Regions from separate parts of the Zea mays genome. Here all the other regions are linked to region 3. A link is a contact called in public Hi-C data. All regions are on one chromosome and are shown on one strand. Each heading gives the region's core, a stretch centred on a gene start, on an enhancer-like site or on the middle of the called end of the contact. The rest is flanking DNA. Distances are from core to core; before and after follow the strand shown.

Region 1 (3,080 bases), core at 291-2,790, 420 kb after region 3:
TAAGGTTTATTTATGTGTATACCCAAAAACAAGTCATTTTGTTTTCCCCTTTTCACAAATGTGTATAGCATCTTGGTGGCACAAAAGGTGGATTGTATCTGTTGTTTTTTATAAGCTAGTGTTGTTGTTGTTTTTTTGGGTAAGCTAGAGTCATGTAGCTAGAGTCGTGTAGTCATGTAGCTAACTAAGAGGGTATTTAAATGCACTAGAGTTAAAAATTTACTAGTAGAATTAGCTAGCTAACTAACAACTAATTTACTAAAAATAGCTAATAGATGAAATATTAGTTAGGGTGTTTAGATGTCTTTAGCTAATTTTAGCCACTAACTATTATCTCTAGTGTATTCAAATATATCCTAACTATTAGCTACAGTGTATTCAAGCACCCCTAAGTCATAGTTGACTCCGCACAATATGTCCACGGTGAGATCCTCATATGCCATTGGTTGAAAAAAAAAAAGGTGAAGTTGCTTTCGATCGGATAGGAATAGAAGCTCAGGGTGCACCAAAGATCATATTCATCGCTATCTGGCCTCAACCTTGAATGCTCAACAAAAGCAGGTGGTTCTTCTATATGTATGATGTATCGACGAGTGGAATAACTTTTCTCCTACTTTGTTTATCCCACACAGGTTTTTTTTAATCCATACAAAAACCGGCGCGTTCAAGTGTAGAAAACAGAACTGTCTTTGCGCAGTACGGGAACGCTAGATCAAGCAAGTGAAGGTCCTTCGATGTTTTGGTTCCTTTTTTTATGCTTTGTTTAAACTTTCATGGCAGTCATTATTCATTTCATTCAATATTGGTTTCCTCCCCCGCTACATTTTGGATCAAGTTTTGAGTGTGTGGTGGACCATCTTCTTATCCACTCAGTGGTGCGCTTCCATTCTTCTCCATTTGCTACGCACTGTTGGCCATGCCAGAATACTGGAAGGATAACCTTTTTTATAATAAGTGTGTATATATACTACTCCTACATGAGACATATATTTGCCACGATCAGTGCATAATTTTTTTTATCGAGATATTTGAAGGATTATATGGATCGCATTGGGACATGCATCTGGTAAGCTACTGGGCATACTTATCTGGTTTGCCCTTTCTTTAGAACGTGTTACAGGCTTTTTTTTGGGATTAAAAAGCTACAGTGTTGTTGCACAAATCTGTTGCAACTCAAATTTGGGTAGGCAGGGAAGTAAACAGCTCGTCAAAACGTGGCCATCGTCTTGCTCGCTTAGAGCCTGCTTGGATACCCATATATATGCCTTAATCCAACCACTACAACACACATACGTTGAAGTAGATACATGGGCATCTAAACAAGGCTTTAAGCATAATTATCTCATTATCTTAAGCGTTTTTGAAGAAGAAGAAGAAGAAGAAGAAGAAAAAGTCTGTGTTTCTTGTTTTCGCTTCGAAAAACATTGTTCCTTATAAGCTTTTGCGGAAACCTGATAAAGCTAGGCCCTATGCTTATCCTATTGTTCCTTATGAACTTCTGCGAACGAAGTCCCACTATCCCAGAATGGATGTCCGTTATCATTCTGCTTGTCAATTCGCCTATTTTTGCTTTCCGTCCCTTTCTTAATCCACGTTCTGATTTCTGCACGTGGCTGCCTTTTCAGCTATCGAGCCAAAGCTTACGCAAAGAGACAGAGGTGTCGAATTAGCCTATACTTCCCACATGTGTTCCCTCCCTCAGGCCTCAAACATAGAAATAGAAGTCGGCTGTAATTATTTAATTTAATTTGGCTCATCAGGATTCAAGCTTGAGAACTCTGGCCCTGTGATACCCTATTGAATTGCATGTAGCTTAAGTCGATGGAATAAAAAAAAGGGTGCACTTATGGCTAATTCACTTTTATACTTGTCAACAATCAGAATCGTCCCAGACTCCCAGTGTGCCTGTGGCAGAACATTCTTTTGCTTCCTGGATAGTGGAGACAGTCACATATGAAAACGATCTTTTCGTGAGAAAACTAAGACAGAAAGAAAACATAAGACTCTGAACCTGCAGTTTAGCAAGATTAGACATTCCAGGAAATGCAACTAACGAGACAATCATCGTTGGAGGCAGCTGACCTGGGGCGCGCCATGCATCCTCGAAAGCAGGCAAAGCTTGTGGGTCGGAGTTGCGAGCTCTGCTCACTGTTCGAAGTGGAAGGGATCAGAAGCAGCCAATCAGCATATGCAAAAATGCGACGTGGTTTGTGAGTGGTAATTAGTTGCTTTGTCAGCTTCACCATCGATCGTGCTCACATGCTTCATTGTCTTGGTATGTTACTGCCTCATGATTGCTCCAAGATCGAGGATACGATTCTCTACAAGATTGGTTGGTGTGTGTTAGTGTTACTGTCAGCTGTCATACTAGTCAAACTCAACTTTCTTGGACCATGGTTTCTCTCTCTCTCTCACACACACACACAGCTCCCGTCTTTTTGTCAAGTTGAAGGTCTATCAAGTTGAAGGATGTTTCCTATAAGTGATACAAGAAGGCACTAGTGTCACAGACAGAGTTGCATTTATCATATGTATGCTTTAATTTGTTTTAGTCAGTAGTAATAGTAGTCAAGATGTTAATTAATCTACTAGTACCTGCGAGTGTACAATAATTGCAATCTGGAAAGAAACCGGATTTTTGGAAGTCAAACTCACTATCATATATGCTTTCCCTTGGGCAGACCATGCCCACGAGTTGAGTTGGCTGGCTGGACCAGAGTTTGACCCCCCAAAGTTCACAAATAATTCAGTTGCCATGAACCACACGGTATGGCAAGGAGTGGCAGAGGTCAAAGATACAGCCTCCCCCACATGCCACATGGCCTGCAAAAAGAGTGCAACACTAGCAAATAATTCAGTGCCTGATCTCCCTTTTCTAATCCATCTCTTGCTGCTGCATGTGTGCTGCTAAGCCTCCCTTATCCTGCTTTACACCCATGATCAGGCAGACAAGATCTGGTGCTATACCAGCTAGTGCCCCTCTGATTCCCGGAAAGCCACCACTGTTAACAACACACTCACACGCCCAGACCCAGCTAGCTAGCTTCCTAGTGCCTCCTGGCCGGCCTATCCATTGCCTT
Region 2 (3,177 bases), core at 45-2,544, 290 kb after region 3:
GCAGAGCTTCGCGGCGGCGCCAATGTGTTCCGCCCCACACAAAAAAAATAGTGGTTGCCTATTTTGACTACACGCCAGAGCGCCGAAGCGCAAGATAATGCAGTGCAGCATCAGATAAATTGTTGACCGGACCGGGATACAGAAACATAAATAAACTGGTTGCTCTCATCTCCTGGAGATACAGAGGTTAGAAAGGAAAAAAAAAGGAGCACCTCGACCTCGCCAGTTGGCCGCAAAAACAACTGGAGATGAGACGACCAAAAAGCAGGGGGCAGCATGGAGCGGCGGCGCCCGGTCCATACGTCATCTCAGTTCGCCTCCTTTGACCCTCGCTACACCTTTCCACGCCAGCTTCCCGCATTCCTTGCATCGCGCACCCTCGGAGTCCGAGTTTTTGCGCATCCCAGGGTTGCATCGGTTTCGCACGGCGTGACAGTTCAGACTTGCTGTGCGACTTTCCCTGTGTTTCTGGCACGTTTTACCGAACTATGGCGTGGTGCTCATAGCAGAAATTCGTCCGGAATGCTAACATGTTTTCTTTCGCCGGTTTTCCTCCACAGTACTGTAACGAACGACCAAAGTAACTTGTTTAGCTCACCCGTGACCAAACCTAATTCTTTCATACCATTTGTTGATCCTTGTGCACAAGGTTTAGGTGACTGTACTTGTTAAGAGTATACATAAGTTAATTAACAAGCTTGCCATTCCCTGAGTCTTTTTTTATTTGAGAACAAAAAAAAAAACTCTATCCCAATGGGAAACTTCCAACTCATGGCATCAAAGGGTCTTTTTGGTGGAGACTATATATATATATATATATATATATATATATATATATATATATATATATATATATATATAGCTTCTAACAACCTTCAAGAGTAATATTTTTGGTGGAGAGTGGCATTTTAGTTCCCTAAAAAAAGATGACGGTAAATTTATAACTCGCTTCTTTGGTCTCCTGTTGTCTGTCTCAGCATGAAGCCCACCTACAGCTCTAAAAGTAATACTCCCTCCGTTTCGTTTTAGTTGTCGCTGGATAGTGCAAAATTAAACTATACAGCGACAACTAAAAAGAAACGGAAGGAGTACGTACTAGTAATCTGCATCTTAAATTCTTAGTAATTTCCGAGTTTGGTGTCTGAAAACAGCCATGCTAAAAGTAGCAGCAACACCCAGCTGGGCCATTTCCGCAATAGAGCAGTACTACAGGGTGTGAAACCAAAAGACCACCACTGCCTAGTGCCTACTAATACCAGTGGCCCCCCTTCCCTGTTTTCCTCAACGCTTTCACTTTCTTCTCCGTTCCATCGCCTCCTCCCACTTCTCTCTGCCGCCCCCCACACCCCAGCCGCGCCATTGCCCACTGCATTGCAGACTGTAAGCCGGGAATCCACTTGGATTGCATCGATCCATCGGAAGGCGCCAGATGAACACCCGGCTGTCGGCAGAGTACCAGGGCCTGGAGGTGAAGGTGCCCAGCCTCTTCCGGTGCCCCATCTCGCTGGACGTGATGCGCTCGCCCGTGAGCCTCTGCACCGGCGTCACCTACGAGCGCGCCTCCATCCAGCGCTGGCTCGACTCCGGAAACACCACGTGCCCGGCCACCATGCTCTCGCTCCCCTCCACCGACCTCGTCCCCAACCTCACCCTGCGCCGCCTCATCGCGCTCTGGGCGTCCACGGCCGCGCCCTCCTCTCCCTCCTCCTCCTCATCGCCCGCCGTCGGCCCCACGCCGGCCGCCGCGGCGGCCGAGCTCCTCCGCCGGGTCGCTGACCCCGCCGCGGACCCCTGCCCCCCGCTCCGGAAGCTCGCGGCTTTCCTCTCCGACGACGACGTGGACGAGTTCGACAAGAACGCGCTGGCTCGGGCCGGCGGGGCCGCCGAGACCGTGGCGTCCGTGCTGCGGCGAGCGGGCAGGGAGCCCGCGGAGGCCGCCGTGCGGGTGCTCGCGGCCATCGCGGCGTCCGACTGCATCGAGGAGGAGAGCAAGAGGCGCGTGGCCGCGGCGCTGGCCGCCGACGCGCCGTCCACGGCTGCGGCCCTGGCGCGCGTGCTGCGGAGCGCCACCTCGCTCGAGGCGCGTGTGGACGCGGCGAGGCTGGTGGAGTCGCTGCTCCGCAATGCGGCGCCGGGCGCGCGGGCGACGGTGGCGGACTCCGAGGAGCTGCTCGGCGAGCTCATCCGCCTCGTGGGCCCCGCGGACGACAAGGGCGGCCTCGACAGGCAGGCCGTGGCGGCGGGGCTGTCGTGCCTGGCGGCCATCGCGGCGACGCGGCGGGCCCGCGCCGAGATGGTCCGCCTGGGCGCCGTGCCCGCCGCGGTGCGCATCCTGGAGGCCGACGCCGGTTCCCCGAGCCAGGCGCTCCGCGTGCTGGAGGCGGCGGTCGGGTGCGCCGAGGGCCGCGCCGCGGTTTGCGAGTCCGCGGGGTCGGCGGTGCCCGTGGTGGTGTCCAAGATGATGAAGGGCGGGATGGCCGGCGCGGAGGCGGCGGTGTCGGTGCTGTGGGCGGTGTGCCACCGGTACCGTGACCGGCGCGCGGTGGCGGCGGCGGCGGCGTGCGAGAGCGGGCTCACCAAGCTGCTGCTGCTCATGCAGAGCGGCTGCTCGCCGGCGGTGCGGCAGATGACGTCGGAGCTGCTCAAGATCTTCAGGGTCAACGGCAAGAGCTGCGTCGCAGGGTACGACTCCAAGACCAGCCACATCATGCCCTTCTGATCCTCACTGCTATCGGTGATACAACAGTGGAACCAGCATTTGTCTGTTACCCTTTTCCAGTTTCGAATTTTTTTTGATTCGTTGGAAGTGCATACAGTAGGGAAAAAAAAAAGAAAGAATGAGTTCTCTTGTAGCAACACAAAACTTGTATATGAGTAGAGGATTTTGGTAGAAAGAAATCAATGGATGAAACAAATTCAGCTTCTCTGTTGGCCAAATCACTCGCTTCGTTTCAAAACTTCAATCGAGACAACTTCTTCACTATCATATGAAGGTAGTGGTGGTGGAGGAAGAGAAGCCCCTAATAACAAGCGTTGCAACCTCTTCTTCACTATCATATGAAGATGATCCTCTTGATAATTCAATGTTGGTGAGTCAATCACCAAAAATATAACCCTTGTTGCCTTTCTTCTTATCGAGTTGCTTATTGTTACCATCCATTTTCTTGTATGAATTGT
Region 3 (3,369 bases), core at 433-2,932:
ATTGAGAGCTAACCGAACAAGCCCTTATAGGGCTTGTTTGGTTGGGACCTTGGCAAACTTGCTTGGGCCAGACAGGTAACTAGGCCATTGATTTTGAGTGTCTAGTAGTTGGATCTATCTGCATGGTCAGCACTCTCAGGCCAGGTCATCAACCAAACAGGCCAGTCTGTTGTTGAGCTGCATGTCCAGGTAAAGCAGCACTCCTACTACATGCGTTGGAGCATTGTATGTTTGAGTTGTGCAAAGCCTAATACAGCAGAAGATTTTTCGTAAAACTTGCAGCTTCGTGTTGGTCTGCATTGGTGTTGCTCAAAACATTTTGTTCTCCTCTACAAGTTGTTCTATCAGGCTATCAGCATATGAGACCACCAAATCCGAATGAGCTCGACACCAGCAGCGGAGGCGCGGAGCAGCGCCAAACTGGGATCCCAAGACAAGGCAGGCGTAGTAGACAGAGCCCGACAGCGAGGTCGAAGCAGATGCTGTAGCAACCCTGCTGCCCTGCCGGTCTGCCTGTGCGCTTGCACCAGGAGCACGGTAGAAAAGACAGCTGCCCTCCTTTTCCAATAGCTGTAGTAGACAGAGGCCGACAGCGAGGTGACAGCAGCAGGCGTGTGGCGGCGTAGCAGTGACCAGTTTGGCACTCTGCCGTGCCCTGCCCCTCGCCGCCGGCTGACTGACTGTATACGACTACGGCCGCGCGCGGGCGCGGGCGCGGGCGCGGCGGGGCAGGTCGGCCGCGGGCGTGCATTAAAAACCTGCGCCGCCGGCGCGGCAGACACGGATCTCCACCCGCGTCTTTTCTGTTCTTACAACTGGAGGACAAAGAGAGAGAGAGGAAAACGAGCCGAGGAAAAAAAAAGGAGGGAAGAGAGCGAAGTTCACTCTGAGCCGCCGTCGCCACTCCCAACGTTGGCCTGTCGCCGCTCGGCAGAAGCGCTTCAAAGGCAGCTCCCCGCTGAAGCTCACCAGTCTGAGCTCGCATGGTCCACGGCCACGTGAAAGATGGGAACTCCGGCCGCAAATAACACACGGTGAAACAGGCAGAAATTTCCAGGTGCGGAGCAGCGAAACAGACGCCTGTCAGGTTCAAGTAAACCATGACAGGACAAAGAGATGTGCACTATAGGCTCGCAAAACTCCCCCAACCCGTTGCGAGAATTCCATGGCGTACTGCACTGCACTGCACCGCACTGTTCCATTGAGATCGGGACAGAATTCGAGCACGCGCCCCGTAGGGAAAGAGGAACGGGAGAGAGAGAGCCCGGGGCCGATCCCATGGCATCCCATCCCCACCACGCCGCACGGGATCAGAGCATAACCACGACGAAATCAAAAGCGCGCAGCACTTACCCGCAGATCGCCGAACAGAGGGACCCTCCCGCCCGGGCAGCCGATCGGAGAAGAATTCTGCTCCGTCGTCGATCGCCGGGACCAGCAAGTGCCTCCAGAAAACCGACCCTCTGTCACTGGTCACTGGTGTGCGAGCGCGACGCTCCCCGGTCCCGGATTGAATGGCTTCGTCTGCCCTTCCCACCGAAGGAGCCGACCCTGGCCGTCTGTTTTTATATCTCGTGCGCCGCCGGCCGGATCGGGGGTCTTTCTCCCTCTTTCCTCGTACTGGTCGGGTTCTCTCCTCGATGGGGTTAACTGACAGGTGGGCCCGGTCATATTTCGTCCACGTGGACTTGCTGCTGCTAGCCTTCTTTTCTGTTCGAGCCTTCCGTGCCGGCCCGTGAACGTTCCATGGTGGGTTTCTCTTGCGTTTTCCTCACCGAATACATACAAGGCCTCTCTCTTTCCATGTGGAACGGTACACACCGCGTGACGTTGGCGAGCAGCTGTTTCTTACGCCGTCACACACTCACACCGCGTCAGTTACAGTTTCAAGTCACGGTGGTGGCTCTGGGGTGGCCGTCCGCTCCTAAAGTAATTTCGACGGCCAGGATCGTCTCACTTGCACGTGAATTATCGACTTGATGAATCATGAATATCTAACGAAGTGCGGTAATGAAAAAAATGTTTTTTCTTGGACCCTGTCCAGTTCTAATGGGATCGGCATACGGTAAATAATTCATTTGTGTTATTAATCCGTGTCCTTTATATGTACTAGCATATAGCCTATACGAACGGTCAGACGCTAATATGAGAGTGGTAGATGGCGGCATGATACTGAACGGGTAGAGAATGTCGACGTCACCGCACCTCGACTAGCAGCCTGGCCGGCATAGCATCACCAGCGGCCAGCGCTATAGATGGCCAAATAGATCGTCCAGCACGGTACTATTAGGCACTATTAGTAATTGTGTCGTATCATGCTGTGCCGGCACTAATACCTAACCAGCAGCCTAGGCACTACACTATAGTGTCTAATTGTGTCGTGCGGGCATTATACAACACTAACACCTAATAGTGCTCGTGACAGCCCAGGCACTATTTCATTTTAAGAGCTTAAAAATACAGAAGATCTTTAAGATTATATATATAACTAGCTAAGTGCCCGTGCGTTGCAACGGGAATATATAATACCAGTATACTACGATAACTTATATACAAAATGTGTGTTATATTGTTATGAGAAAATGTTTAATAATCAATTTGTGATCCTAGCCATACATAAATTTTGTTATTTTAATCTAGTTGTTTCACTATTACATGGCAACCATAAGTATCATACAGACTTCGATATATACCACGATTTGTATGGTCTCATCATTAGAGAGCACGTTCCACACATGCCGGAAGAAATTTCCTCGTACATCGTTAGTATCAGACACGCACCACCATACGCTATTGCTTAAACATAAAGGTAAGTGTGTTTGCGAAGAGAATTAAAGGCAGGTCGGCACAAAAGCTACCCTGACGGTGGCGAGGATGACGAACTGGTCACTGTTGTCGATCCTCCTCTGCGTCACCTCTGGCGCCAAGATGACGCCACAATCCTCGATATAGTAGTCGTCGAACGCGCGCGACATGACGAGTACCGATGACTCTTGGTTGGGCTGCCAAACGAAGTGCACCCCGGGCTCATCAGCGAGGTAGTACCCCTGGCCGTTGCACCACCGGATGCGCTACTCCACTACATACATCATGTTTGATGACACTCACACAACGTCAGCAACGTCCATCGTCCCAGCGCACAAAAATTCATGTCCGGTCAGTAGCGACTTACGTGGCAGGTTGGGCTTCAGGTGGACGATGAGCTGGACGGCGTGATGGCGTCGTTGTCGGATGCGGTGTCCACAACAACCCAAGAGTCGTTGACGTTGGCGACAACCATGAGGCCCCCCTGCTTAACGATAGACAGCGCGTTGCAGCTGCTCTGGACCGTGTCCAAGCGACGGCTTCGCGGGAGCTTGTCGTACATAG

What was found. Hi-C and Micro-C count contacts between places; a contact is called where the count stands out from the background.
Region 1: a Hi-C map of leaf shows a contact between it and region 3, with 9 times the contacts expected there. The contact joins the promoter of LOC103627257 here to the promoter of LOC103627260 in region 3. A contact is called at or near these places in 5 of 25 Hi-C or Micro-C datasets (ear, endosperm, leaf and 2 more).
Region 2: a Hi-C map of bundle sheath shows a contact between it and region 3, with 4 times the contacts expected there. The contact joins the promoter of LOC100280896 here to the promoter of LOC103627260 in region 3. A contact is called at or near these places in 2 of 25 Hi-C or Micro-C datasets (bundle sheath and endosperm).

What each region holds. Positions count from the first base shown.
Region 1 is chr5:173,754,176-173,757,255 of Zm-B73-REFERENCE-NAM-5.0, reverse strand. It overlaps LOC103627257 (RING-H2 finger protein ATL72), which reads left to right and starts at 1,540. Exons shown (of 1, transcript XM_008647543.4): 1 at 1,540-3,080.
Region 2 is chr5:173,885,852-173,889,028 of Zm-B73-REFERENCE-NAM-5.0, reverse strand. It overlaps LOC100280896 (U-box domain containing protein), which reads left to right and starts at 1,294. Exons shown (of 1, transcript NM_001153816.2): 1 at 1,294-2,937. The coding sequence starts at 1,430. The coding sequence ends at 2,719.
Region 3 is chr5:174,178,690-174,182,058 of Zm-B73-REFERENCE-NAM-5.0, reverse strand. It overlaps LOC103627260 (Transducin/WD40 repeat-like superfamily protein), which reads right to left and starts at 1,682. Exons shown (of 9, transcript XM_008647547.4): 1 at 1,354-1,682.